2 separate regions of the Mus musculus genome follow, and region 1 is linked to region 2. A link is a contact called in public Hi-C data. All regions are on one chromosome and are shown on one strand. Each heading gives the region's core, a stretch centred on a gene start, on an enhancer-like site or on the middle of the called end of the contact. The rest is flanking DNA. Distances are from core to core; before and after follow the strand shown. Region 1 has its middle 13 kb from the start of Gm34765. Region 2 overlaps Nckap5l (NCK-associated protein 5-like).

Region 1 (6,595 bases), core at 2,108-4,607, 190 kb before region 2:
GTGAGTATGACCATGTGGTTCAGCGTTTAAGTCAGTAGAATCTTAACCAGTGTACGTTATTTAACATGGGCTTGGTGAGGACTCAGACTCAGCTGTCATTAGGACGCAGAGACTATGTAAACCTGTGGAGCTGGGCCCATGTGCTTTTAGTGCACACAGGGTTTGGAGAATGACCACTTAACCTAAGAACTGGTCATTTTTTTTTTTTTTTTAAATATGCTTCCTGTAGCTAGAGTATTTTGTAAACGTAGAAAGGCACCAGGCCAGGAGCTCCCTAGCTTATGTAATTCGTTAGACTGTAATTCTCAGAACTATATTTGTTGATGGTTGCTATTCAAGAAGTCAGGTGGAAGATGGCCAGTGCCACCAGGAATAACCTTGCAGTGAGAGTTTTGTTCTCTGTCATCACGTAGGATGGGAAAGAAGACCACTCGAGGACTCATGGTTGGAAGTGGGGGTTTGGTTTGTATGGGTTCGGTTTATTTTTGTTTGTGAGATAGGGGCTCATGTAGCCCCTACTCATCTGGAAACTGACAAAGTATTGGAGGATGACATTGAACTTGTAATTGTTCCGCTTCCCTGTGTAGAATGCTACGGTAACAGCTATGTACCGCCACAGCAGTGCATGGTGGTAGGGATCAAACCCAGGGTTTCATGTGCATGCATGCTAGGCAGCCACTCTACCAGCCCTCTCGTTTTTATCATACCCCACACAACTGGCCAGCATCTCTGTGGCTGGCTCAGACACAAATAAATATGGAGTCTTCTGATGAAGCCTTTGCCAGTTAGTTATTCCTGCTCATCACTGAAATTAAGGGTACATTCTCCGTAAACTCTCCAGGACTTAGAAAGTGCCTCTTTAGATTGATTTACTCTGGGTCTTCAGTGTTTTTCCTGCATGGGTGTGCACGCATTAATGATTTCAGTGCCCATGAAGAAGATGCCGGATCCCCTGCAACTGTGATCGCAGATGCCTCTTGTCACCGGGTGTATGCTGTGAGTGGAACCCTGGTCCTCTGCACCAGCAGCCAGTGCTCTCAACTGCTGAGCCACCTCTCCAAGCCTCTAGGACACTTACATAGTGATTTAGTCTATTCAAGTGTTATTACTTGCCCTCACCGTGCCCTCAGAGGCCAGAAGGATGGGTGGGTGTGTCCCAGTTGGTAAATTCAGTGAGATGATTTGACCCAAATGTCCACAAACTATAGTTGACCTGGGATTAGAACTTGGGAATTCCAACTCTTAGTCAGCAATAGTGGATGCTATTGCAGACTTCTTAACAGCAGAATCCTTGCAATGGTATTTAATACCTAATGGTTGAAGTTGCCCTTACCCTTACTTAAGCTCAGTATTATTTGCATCCCCAAATGGTCAGATAGTAAATGGGCAAAGCTAGCATGGAAGCACAAGCCTAGGACTCTAGCATCCTACCTGAGATAGTGAGTTCTGGGCAACTTAGTGAGACCATTTGTGAAATTCTCAAATTCTCAGGAACGGCTGGGGGTACAACTCAGTGGGAGAGTGCTTGAGTAGCATGCGAGAGAACTGCAGACAAAACCAAGGTAAAGTTGACTGCAAAGTAAAGGACGGACTGGAAAGATGGCTCAGTGATTAACAAAACTGGCTGCTCTTCCAGAGGACACCAGGCTTGATTCCCAGCATCTACACAGCAGCTTGCAACTCCTGTTCCAGGAGATCCACCTGGTTTCCATGTGGTGCTCAGACACACTTGCCAACAAACCCATGTATGTTAAACGGACAAACACAAAGCTATAATAAGTGGTTAGAAATCATTTGTATTCTGGAGTTTTATGTTCTCATCATTATAAGAACTTATTTGAAGGGCTGGCGAGATGGCTCCGTGGTTAAGAGCACTGACTGCTCTTCTGAAGGTCCTGAGTTCAAATCCCAGCAACCGCATGATGGCTCACAACCATCCCTAATGAGATCTGACACCCTCTTCTGGTGCATCTGAAGACAGCTACAGTGTACTTATGTATAATAATAAATAAATCTTTGGGCCAGAGCAGCAGGGACTGAGGGAGCAGGGTTGACCAGAGCAAACAGAGGTCCTAGAAATTCAATCCCCAACAACCACATGAAGGCTCACAACCATCTGTACAGCTACAGTGTACTCATATACATAAAATAAATCTTTATTTTTTGTTTTGTTTTTTTTTTGAGACAGGGCTTCTCTGTGTAGCCCTGGCTGTCCTGGAACTCACTGTATAGACCAGGCTGGCCTTGAACTCAGAAATCCACCTGCCTCTGCCTTCCAAGTGCTGGGACTAAAGGTGTGCACCACCACCGCTCAACAAAATAAACTTAGAACTTAGTTGGGGCTAGATCTCCCTGTCAAAGGGATGCCACCATGCCCAGCTTTGTAAGTGACTCCACTGAGATCTCTGTGTAAATACAGTTTGCATTCTAGAGCAGAAAGAGTTGGGGGGACAGGCACACTGCAGGCAGGGGACTGGGGCAGACTTCCTGCTGGGTGGGACGTTGCTCAACAGTGTGGAGGACTCGGTGGTCCTGGGAAGTTTTCTGTGTGGAAGGAGGAGAACAGGTATGCGCGTGCGAGGTTGTCCTCTTTCTGTGAGGCCACCCGTGCGGAGCCTCTGTGCCATGAAGCTCCAAGCCAAAGACAGACAAGCCTGAGCCGAACTATCAGCCAGCTTTGAGGAACATGTCAAGGGATTAGCTCCCTGGCTTTCCCTCTGAGTGGCATTAGCTCTCACTCCGACTCATGTTTACCATCTGGCTCTGAGTAAGAAGTCTTGGAGTGATCTCTCCAGCAGCCTGAGCTGTGCCAGGCCTTTCTGAGGCTCTTCAGCCTTCCCCCTCGTCAACCCCGGGGCCCAGTGCTCTCCACGGAGTTGTGTCCACGTGTCTGCATGCCTGGGATCAGAAGAATTTGTTAGACTTCCGAGAGGGGGAAAATGAACTTCCAGCCCATGGAGTCCATGTGGTTAATGGTCCAAAGTCTTTCTGTTGTCAAAACTAACAAGTGACCTTGTCCTTAGGTGAGTTGTTCCTACTACAGAGGACATTCTGCCTGTGCGATGATACGCTCAGAATGCAGTAGCTAGAGAGATACAAAGGGGCTGGGATTTTTCTTTGGAAAGTGAGGCGTAGGGGTGTGTGTGTGTGGGGGGGGGGTGCTTGAATAAAGTACCGCCTTTCCTCCCAGGGAGCTGGCTGCTCTCCCCTCCTGGGCTAATGTGCACTGACGAGGGCTAAACGGGAGGATGCTTCTGGATAGCATCCAGCCCCTCAGCAGAGCAGCCACATTGGAGATACAGCTGCTGGCATTAAAGGGCTAAGCCCTTTCCAGCTGCTTTGCTTTAACGGGGAACCTCCCGCGGCCGGCGGCTTAAGGGAGCCGTCTTAACTGGGTTAGAGGAAATGACTAATCTGTGCATCTTCTCACGAGGCTGCTCGGAGGCTCCAGGAAAGATAACCTGGTGGGGTGGGAAGTGGCTGGATAATGGTGTTAGAGAGCTAGGCTATTATTGTCTCAGAATTGCGGTCCTGGGAGTGCCAGAGCTGAGCCGTGCCATGAAGTAGATTTAGATGCCCAAGTTCTCTAGCCCACAGCAGTTGCTGTCCCCTTACCGGCTCCACTCCCCAGTTCCTGGGAAAACTCAGACTCTGACAAAGGTACAAACAGATACGTGAAGGTAAAGACTAGCAACGCTTCTCCAAGGGTGAAGGAGGCAGGAGGAGGCCCCAGCACGATGCCAAAGGGTGAAAAGAGAAGACGAGGGAGGTTGCACAGACGTGTGACGAAAGCTGGGCAGGGACAACCAAGGCGGTGGAGCTGGCAAGGGCCAGCCGGACATCATCTGCTATGCTTCAGGCATCACGCTGGCTCCAGAGAGGTCCAGCGTGCTCCAGCACTGACTTGATGGAGACTTGACAGACGTGTGACAGGGACAGAGTGGCTCGAGTGCATAAGCCCACATCAGGTATTCGAGAAGGCCTGGGCATGCACCTAAACCATAGGCGCTGAGTGTGGAAGGGTCTTCCACCCTCTTGACACTTTAGACAAGGAGCAGCCATGTTGATGAGAATGCACTGGATGTCTTGAGAAGGAGCACCCGACAGCTCACCAGCCACAGAAGAGCAGCATAGCCTTGGGTGAGGTGCTGAGGGCCCAGGAGATGGCACTGCAGCCCCCTCCCCAGTGCCCACCGTCGTAAAAATGGGAGAAGGGCTGGGACTACTTTCCCACCTCCCTCAAACCTTGCTCCCCTGTCCTCAGGCTTCTTCCCAGACTTAGAAAGCAAGATCTCCCTTCCCTCTCCTCCGCACAGCCGCCTGCAGGGCAAGACAGGAGTCAGCAGTGTGGCTGGCCGAACTTGCTCCAACCCAACCCTGAGTAGGTCTACAGCTCTGCTGCTGTGGGCCATGCGTGGAAAGGAGGATGGGGAGGAGACTGGAGCTTCCCTGGTTCTCCGCATGGCTTGGGCTTCTCCCGCAGTGGAGGATTCCCTTCTTTTGCTGTCCCCTGGGCTATTCCACCCCAGTGTCACACTCTGTCCACCACAGTGGCAATGGTCTGGCTGTCTGCTTGGAGTTCCAAATGTGGAGGGTGCTCCCCCTTCTTCTTGTCTGTTTACGGTGCTCCCTCTTTCTCTTTGGGTGTTCCGGCTTTGTGCTCACCAGAGAAAAGTTTACAGACAATAAAGTGGAAATATTCTGCTATGAAAAAAAAAAAGGATACGGCTCCAACTTGGCATGGCTTGTGTTTTGTCTGGCCTTGGTGATCCCAAGGCATAGTCTGGATAACCTAAAAGCTGGCATTGTAAGAGACGGGGAGTGGGAAAGGGTAGGGAGCTGATGGCCATTGCTCTGAGAGGAAGGGAGACTTGAGGCTCTCCTGATTTAAGCCCCTGTTTAAAGACCTAAGATTTGAAGGAGAAACAATCATGTTATTGATTGTGAGATGTGCTTTAAAAACACCTGACTAACACCTAGGATACTCAGGGCATCTTATAATCCACGGAATTTTACAATGTACCCTTTGTTTTGTTTTGTTTTTCTGGTTGGCTCATATATTCCTACATTTCACATTATTTTGGTTGAAAGTGTAACCTGTTCTGTTCATTGGTAACCTACCACCTTGCTATGATCAAAGACATGTTAAAACAGTCCCAGTGGCCGGGCGTTGGTGGCACACACCTTTAATCTCAGCACTCGGGAGGCAGAGGCAGGTGGATTTCTGAGTTTGAAGCCAGCCTGGTCTACAGAGTGAGTTCCAGGATAGCCAGGGCTACACAGAGAAACCCTGTCTTGAAAAAAAACAAAAAAAACCAACCAACCAACCAAACAAACAAACAAAAAAAACCAAAACCAAAACCAAAACCAAAATAACCCCAAAAAACAGTCCTGGTATATGGTGGTTCAAAACAGAATGGCCCACGTCAGGTTGTATGTTGGAACCCTTGGTCCCCAGTGGGTGGAACTGTTTGGGAAGATTCGGAGGCGTGGCCTTGCTGGAGGGGGCGTGTCACTGGGGGTGGGGTCTAGGCTTCAGAAGCCTGTCAATCTCTCTACCTCTGCCTCCTGGCTGTCACCTCCTCTTGTCTGCTCTGCTCATAGCTTCCACTATAGCACAGCAGCTGCCTGTCTGCTGCCATGCTTCCTACCATGGTGGTCCTAGACAGCGACCCCCTGAGTCTGTGAACCCACAAACTAAAAGCTCTCTTGTGTGAGTTGTTTGGGTCTTGGTTGGCGGTCTCTTCACAGCAATAGAAACGTAACTAAAACACAGCGAGTTAGTGCGTACTAAGGATGGAGACTGGGGATTTAATCCAGGGGTTGGTTCAGTCCCTGGTACCAACTAACAAGCAAAACCCCAGGGCATCCCTTGTCTGAGCATAACCACTCCAGGGAAAGCAAAGACACCAAGAATCTACAAAATATCCTAGCACAAAGGAGCAGACACACAGCATGTAACACAGGATCGAAATATATCCCAGTCATCATCCCCAGAGCAAAGACTCAAGAAGGGGAGAAACACAGTTGACAGAGACCAGTCCTGGAGGTAAGGCACTGATCAGAACAGTCTATAGGCGGCAAGGCATTGTACCTGAGACTGTTGGAAGTGTTCTTATGATCTTTGTGCAGTCCGCTCATCAAGTCCAGAATACCCGAGGAAGGTCTTTCCCACAGACGTACATCTGGACAGCTCCATGGTGACCAAGGCAGGAGGATTACCACAAGTCTGAGACCTGCCTGGGCTACATGCTGCCACAAAGGGAGACCGAGAGGGGGAAAGGGAAAGAGCTGTGACTTGGAAAACTGATGGGAAGGAAAGGAATCCTCTAGCACGGGACAGATACTGAAGTCAGGGGAACGCGTCCCGCAATTAGTAGACTAAAAATATCATTCTGTTTTAAAAGGCCCTTCTGTGACAGGTGCTCACATAATCTAGCAAAAAGGTGTTCAGTGCCAGGGCAGAACTGGGGTAGAGTGTGTGGGAGCCGGGGAGGGAGAGCTGGAAGCTGACAGTCTCCACAGTCGTGATGTAAGGCTGGAATCCAGGGAGAAAAGAATTCAGCTGCTGAGGGGCCTGGAAGATGTTCCCAGA
Region 2 (6,807 bases), core at 2,438-4,937:
TGGGCACCAGCTAAGCCTGGACCTTAGCAACTGCTAAGCCCGGGAAGCTGGGCCTCCCTCACACCCATCGCACTCTTGTCCCTAGGGTGGATGGCAAGGAGCTGCCCCCCAAGAGCTGGCGGGAACCCAAGCCTGAGTATGGGGATTTCCAGCCAGTGTCCACTGACCCCAAGAGCCCCTGGCCTGCCTGTGGGCCTCGGAATGGCCTGGTAGGCCCACTCCAGGGCTGCGGAAAACCTGGGAAGGTAAGTTCTCGCTCAGTGCCTGTGCAGCGGGGGGGCCTCGGGAGGCTCTGGAATGGACACTCAGGTCTCCTGTACCCACACAGCCCAGCAGTGAGCCAGGAAGGCGGGAAGAGATGCCCTCTGAAGACAGCCTGGCGGAGCCAGTTTCCACCACGCACTTCACAGGTCAGCAGGGTTCCCTTCTCTCCTCATTCCCTGCCCCCCCCAGTAGTGCCAGGTCCTGGGTAGCATCTTAGTGCTCAGCCATGACTGTTGGGGATGTAGATCTCGGTGGCGGTGGAGAAATGATTCTCCCTGCCCTGAGGGGCACCTGTGCGAAGCTGAGGGGGAGTAGCAGGGGTGGGGTGAGTTCTGCAGGAGGAGCCTTTTGGGCCAGGAAAACCCTGAGTGGGCTGGCCTGAGCCTGAGCCTGAGCCCCATTCTGTGTGCCCTCTCCTCCACAGCCTGCGGCTCCTTGACTCGAACCTTGGACAGTGGCATTGGGACCTTCCCACCCCCAGATCACAGCAGCAGCGGAACCCCCAGCAAAAATCTCCCCAAGACCAAGTCACTGCGCCTGGATCCCCCACCAGGGGCACCCCCAGCTCGGCCTCCAGGCCTCACCAAAGTCCCCCGCCGTGCCCACACACTAGAGCGAGAGGTGCCGGGCATAGAGGAGCTGCTGGTGAGTGGGCGACACCCCAGCATGCCAGCCTTCCCTGGACTGCTCACAGCTCCCCCAGGCCACCGAAGCCATCAGACCTGTCCCGATGGTGAGTGTCCCCTCAAGTGGTAGGGCATCCCTAAGAGGCTCCTTGGAGCCGGACCAATGCATCCACTTCCCCCTTCTTCTTGGACAGATCCCTGTGAAGACCCAGGCCCTCCCCCACCTGTCCAGCTGGCCAAGAACTGGACCTTCCCCAACACCAGAACAGCTGGCAGCTCCAGCGACCCCTTCCTGTGCCCACCCCGACAACTGGAGGGACTGCCTAGAACCCCCATGGTAAGGCCACAGAAGGGAGGAGAGAGAGGCCTGGGTGCCTGGAGGGAGAGACTGGGAGATGGATGTCTCTGAGCTGTGTACAGCCAGCCAGCACCTCCTCTGGAGGTGAGGATAAGTTCGCCCACCCATCCCATTTTGGAAGAAGGCTTCCATTATTCCTGCCTCTGTGGACCCCCACAGCAGTCAGGGTGGCTACGATTCCTCTCTGAGCAGTACCTCTCCTCTAGGCCCTGCCCGTAGACCGAAAACAGAGCGTGGATCCCAGCCGCACATCTACACCTCAGGGCCCAGCATTTGGAGGCAGTCGTACCCCCAGCACGTCGGACATGGGCGAGGAAGGCCGAGTGGCCAGCGGGGGCGCCCCCGGGCTGGAGACCTCAGAATCCCTAAGTGACTCCCTCTATGACTCGCTATCCTCCTGTGGGAGTCAGGGTTGAGGGACCGCACCCACTACAGTTCCTCTGGAGCTAGGGACCCTCAACGACCTGCTTCCGCGCTCCACGCCCCACGCCTTTGGGCCGGTGAAGCTTGACCTGAAGGGACCAAGGAGAAAGAGGATAAGAAGGCGATGGGGGGTCCCTGGCGTATGCCACTGCTGCTGTGGATGCGACAACCATGCTCAGCTCAGGGAGAGACCTCATCCCCAGTCCCTTGACTCCCCCAGAGTAAGGCTCTGCTCTACGGGACCGGGGGCTCCAGGCTGCTTTGTCCCAGCTCCCACTTCAGGCCGAGCCATCTTGCGGTGCTAGGCTTCCTGCCCGCCAGCTGTGCCACCTCTGCCCAACCTGGCTGCAACCCTGCCCCAAAGCCCCCATGGGGCTGATTTTGGAAGCCCCAGGCTTATGGAGTTTGGGGGTGAGGGGGACAAGTCGCCTTCACTCTGCCCTGGTCCTCCCTGCTGTCTGAATGGTGCTGCCTCCCTTCCCCACATCGTGGGGTCTGTTTGTCTGTCTTCATCTTTGTTTTTATATATATATATATATATAAGCGCCTGGCCCAGTCCCCACCCCTACCCGCACTGCGGTTAATTTATCTGTTGTTGAAAAGCAGCCCTGCTTCTGCAGCATCCCTAATAAAACGTGGAGGCCTCTCCCCACCGTGACTGTTGTGTGGCAGCCCCCCCTTTGTGCTTGCTGGCTTCTCTATAATCCTTCGGGTGGACTGGTGGGTAGGTCCAGGGACCCTCGGGTGCTCTAATGAGGCTCTGTGCCCTTCCCCTGGAGGAGCTGGCTAGAAGGTGACTTACAGTGACCTGTGTAGATCTGAAGCCCAGAGGATGTCACTGACCAGAGGGCACACAAGGCCATGCAGCCTTGGTGAGAAAGATGGGGAAGAGGCCTGTGATCATGCGCTCAAACCTCTCTATGCTCCAGGTTGGGGACTGGCCAGTTCGGAGCAGTCCCACTGGCTTTATATATAGACACGGGACAGTCAGTGACTACCCAGGCCGAGAGGGGAAGAGCCTGAGAGGACTACCCTCACACCGGCACACTATGCTGTCTCTCAACTCACTTCCTCGTGCTTTATAAACCATCTCTATATGACTCGGGAGCACTAGAAGCCAAGGATATTTATCACCAGAGCTGGCGTTCCTAAAAAAACCTATCACTACAAACCTTGGTTTTCCTCATCTGTATATTAGACTGAGAGGCCAGGTGGCCCCGCCCCATCAGCAGCCTGAGGCCAGGTGGCCCCGCCCCTGTTCTCCTTCACGCTCTACGCTCCGCCCACATCTGCCATCTTCCCTTAGCTGACGCCATCACTGAAGAAATTAACAAGACCAGAACAGGGTCTGACAATGCAGTTTTGTCCCTGCCCCTTCCTAGGTGTACTAACGGAAGTCTGCATCTTGGTTTCTGACCAACTCCTGACTGGTTTCTTGACCTGTTATTGCCCTAAGCCTGATGCATTACATCATTTCCTGTTAGAACTGCGTTGGCCTCCTAGATCCCATTCCTTCCTGGAAAGGAGTTTGGCATGGTGGGCTTTCATCTTCACTTCAAAGCTAAGACCAAAATCCATGTTCTCGACAGGGTCTGCTCAGTATGCTAGGAATTTGAAAATACCAGGTGCCACCTCGGTCCCTGGGTCAGAATGAGTTGACTGGAGAAATGTCCCAGGGCAGGATAGGCTGCAGGAACCATAGTGGTCCCGGGAGGCAGCCCTGCCCACCATGGTCAGCCATAGCCCACATGACAATCTCCCCCTCCCCCAACTCCTGCCTGATCCCAGTCAGCCATAGCCCACATGACAATGGCCCCCCTCCCCGGACCCAGGGCTCGGTTCCAACTGAAAGAATTTGAGGGCGGGAGCATGTGGGTTTATTGATACTCCAGGGAGCCCGGTTTCTTGGCGCTCAAGGAAAGCTTTGCTGAAAACCTCCTTGATCATGGCTGGGGCAGAACACTTGGTGTCTCGGTTTGCAACAGCTGCTTGTAAAGTTACTGTGACCTCACTCTCCTCAAGAACAATGGGCGAATGTTCATGTAAGACCTCAGCCGGGTTTCCCAAACACAGGAAGTTCAGACTGCCAGACAGCTGCCCTCCCCCAAAAGGCCAAAGCCAAAAGGCGGGAAAGAGGCGGGCTCCGCACACTGGCACCTCTCCTTTTGCAGGAAGCCCCCCGCCCCCACCCCTCCCTCCGCGACACCCACACACACAAAGAAAAAGAAAAAAAAAATAGCCTCTCTAAGGCTGCCAGGGGTTTATTTTATTTCCTTTTTTCTACTTTTCCCCCCCACAAATAGTATGTTTTGTTTCCTTTAAAAAAAAAAGTTTAAAAAAAGAAAACATGCTCTGTAGCAAACCCCAGCTCTAGATCCCCGCCCTTATTCTCTGGGGTAATTCAAGTGTATAAATAAATCTCTTAAAGCCAAAAGTTCACGGTAAGTACTTGTGGGGTCGTCTGTGATTTTAGGGAAGGGGACCAGCTGTTTTTTAAAGATTTATTTATTATTATATCTAAGTACACTGTAGCTGTCTTCAGACACACCAGAAGAGGGAGTCAGATCTCATTAGGATGGTTGTGAGCCACCATGTTGCTGGGGTTTGAACTCAGGACCTTTGGCTCGGAAGAGCAGTCAGTGCTCTTAACCACTGAGCCATCTCTCCAGCCCCGGGGACCAGCTTTTTAAAAACGTTTTAATTATTAAAGACCTACAAATCTGGGTTGATTCACAGCCCTCTGTCCAGTTTCAGGGTACGGTTCTTGCTTGTGGGAACATGAACCCTAGTTTCAAATAGCTGGCACCTACATAAAAGCCAGGCTTGAAGGTGTGTGTCTATAACCTCAGCACTTGGGGGTGGGGGAGGGGGCCAAGCCAGGTGGATATCAGGACTTGATAAGTAGCCAGTTGGGTCAAATGGTAAATCGCAGGTTCAATAATAGATTGTCATAAGAAGAAAGCAAGGCCCAGCGTGCTAGCACTTAGGAGGCAGAGGCAGGCAGATCTATGAGTTCTAGGACAGCCTGGTCTTCAGGGTGAGTTCTAGGACAGCCAGGCCTACACAAAGAAACCCTGTTTCCAAAAAAAAAAACAAAAAACAAAAACAAAAAAGAAAGAAATGGTCTTTTGGAAGCCAGGTGTGAGGTGTTGACACTTTGGCATCAGCATCTGGGAGGCAGGAGGCCAGGCCTTCCTGAGCTGCAGAATGTAGTAGCCTCAGCTACAGAAGACCCTGTTTCAAAAACAGTCAGACCCCTGTACAGACTCAGGGGTAAAAGGCCCTTGCCACCAAGCCTGACTCACTTCTCCAGGCCCACATGGTGGAAGGAGAGAGCAGACAGCCATCGGTTGTCCTCTGACTTCTGTGTGCTACGTACTTGCTCACACATAAATATATTTAATTAAAATAAAATATGTAAGTATATATGTTTTATAAGAATATATGGGGCTGGACAGATGGATGGCTCAGTGGTTAAGAGCATTGCTCTTCCAGAGGTCCTGAGTTCAATTCTCGCAGCAACCACACTGTGGCTCACAACCATCCGTAATGGGGTCTGATGTCCTCTTCTGGTTTGTGAAGACAGTGACAGTGTACTCACATAAAATAAATAATATCTAAATAAAAAATATAATATATATTTATAAGAAATATATAGAAGCCAGGCATAGTGGTGCACACTTTTAATCCCAGCACTTGGGAGGCAGAGGCAGGCAGATTTCTGAGTTCGAGGCCAGCCTGGTCTACAGAGTGAGTTCCAGGGCTGTGGTGGTCTACACCTCTAATCCCTGGTCTACCTCACAAGTTCCAGGACAGTCAGGGCTACACAGTAAGACCCTGTCCAAAAGAGAAAAGAAAGTAATGTGGTCTTAGTATTTTTAAGACTTTAGTTTGGATGCTTATTAGTTTTTTGAGACACAGTCGTGCTATGTAGCTCAGGCCTGACTCAGACTTGCCATTCCCCTGCCTCTGCTTCACCAGTGTGAGGCTCACAGGTGTGTATCACTAAGTTGTGTTTCTGAAGCGATGGCTTGTGTGAATGTTTCCAGTGTGGTATCATCTTGTCACTCTGCCACCTCAGGGGCAGCCATGTTTACAGTTTGCCCAGCAGACACTTTAAGCCTTTGATTTCATCCCTTAAGGGTAGAGGATGTGGGGGGGTCACCACAGATGGAGTTTTGGGGATACTTCCATCCCATCTTCACGGGGCTGGAGCCAGTGGAGGACGGAGGATGGGCGTCTCTGACACCAGACTTCAGAGAAAATGGGTTTTTGTGAGAGAGTATAGCAGGGGCACACACTGGTTTCAGGTCGAGAAAAGGAAAGTTGTAGGCTTAACCCAAGGGAAGCATTGCTGATGGGGGAACTGGGGTGGCGAGTGGAGGGCCAGTGGCGGTGATCTCTGGCTCCAGGGATAATACATAAGAACACTCACCCTTGACAGTGCGCCAGCACTACCTCGGGCGGCCATGTGTGTGGATACTCAGCTAATCCTCTATACAACCTCTTCATGTGGGTGATCCTGTTACCCGGGTCTGATAGGGTAGGGAGAGCCAGAACGTTTAAAACGTTAAAGCCTGTGTATAGATCAGCCGTGATTCAAGCCCAGACACGCCGGCTCCAGAGCACACTCAAAACGACACCAGATAACACTGGGGGGACTGAAGTGAGAGGACGGAGAGTTCCAAGCCAGCCACAACTACAAAGCCAGAGCAAGACCCCGCCCCACCCCACCCCGCCCCACCTACCACCAGGGCCCGAGAGCTGGGTCAGTAGTGCAGACTGAAGAGTCTCTTCCAGGAGACTCAGTAAGTCTGGTACACACGCTGGATGACTCCATCTCTGGGGAATCTGACACCTCTAGCCTCTCTAAGCACCTACACCCACGAGGAGCACACACACACACACACACACACACACACACATATTGGGGTAGTCACTCAGTGGTAGGACGTTTGTTTAGCAACAAAGTCCTGAGTTTGAAAAATGAAGAAGGAAGCCGGGCGTGATGGAACAAGCCTTTAATCCCAGCACTCAGGAGGCAGAGGCAAGCAGATTTCTGAGTTCAAGGCCAGCCTGGTCTACAAAGTGAGTTCCAGGACAGCCAGGGCTACACAGAGAAACCCTGTCTCAGAA

What was found. Hi-C and Micro-C count contacts between places; a contact is called where the count stands out from the background.
Region 1: a Hi-C map of embryonic fibroblasts shows a contact between it and region 2, with 1.8 times the contacts expected there. The contact joins two enhancer-like sites. A contact is called at or near these places in 2 of 39 promoter capture datasets (the 3T3-L1 cell line and cranial neural crest), 4 of 484 Hi-C or Micro-C datasets (the AML12 cell line, the C10 cell line, embryonic fibroblasts and 1 more) and 1 of 115 datasets of contacts at active chromatin or transcription factors (embryonic stem cells).

What each region holds. Positions count from the first base shown.
Region 1 is chr15:99,611,648-99,618,242 of GRCm38.p6, reverse strand. No RefSeq gene overlaps it. Among named protein-coding and RNA genes, the nearest start is that of Gm34765, 13 kb to the right of the region's middle. Within about 2 kb of position 3,357, at least 67 of the 459 cell types and tissues checked have an H3K27ac peak or open chromatin away from gene starts, as enhancers often do. A contact at or near this core is called in embryonic fibroblasts and stem cell-derived neural stem cells, where this site is marked.
Region 2 is chr15:99,417,556-99,424,362 of GRCm38.p6, reverse strand. Nckap5l (NCK-associated protein 5-like) reads left to right here. Exons shown (of 13, transcript NM_001001884.1): 9 at 86-245; 10 at 329-410; 11 at 689-997; 12 at 1,085-1,227; 13 at 1,455-2,329. The coding sequence ends at 1,664. Among named protein-coding and RNA genes, the nearest start is that of Nckap5los, 12 kb to the left of the region's middle. RefSeq lists an enhancer at 2,806-4,409. Within about 2 kb of position 3,687, at least 174 of the 459 cell types and tissues checked have an H3K27ac peak or open chromatin away from gene starts, as enhancers often do. A contact at or near this core is called in embryonic fibroblasts and stem cell-derived neural stem cells, where this site is marked.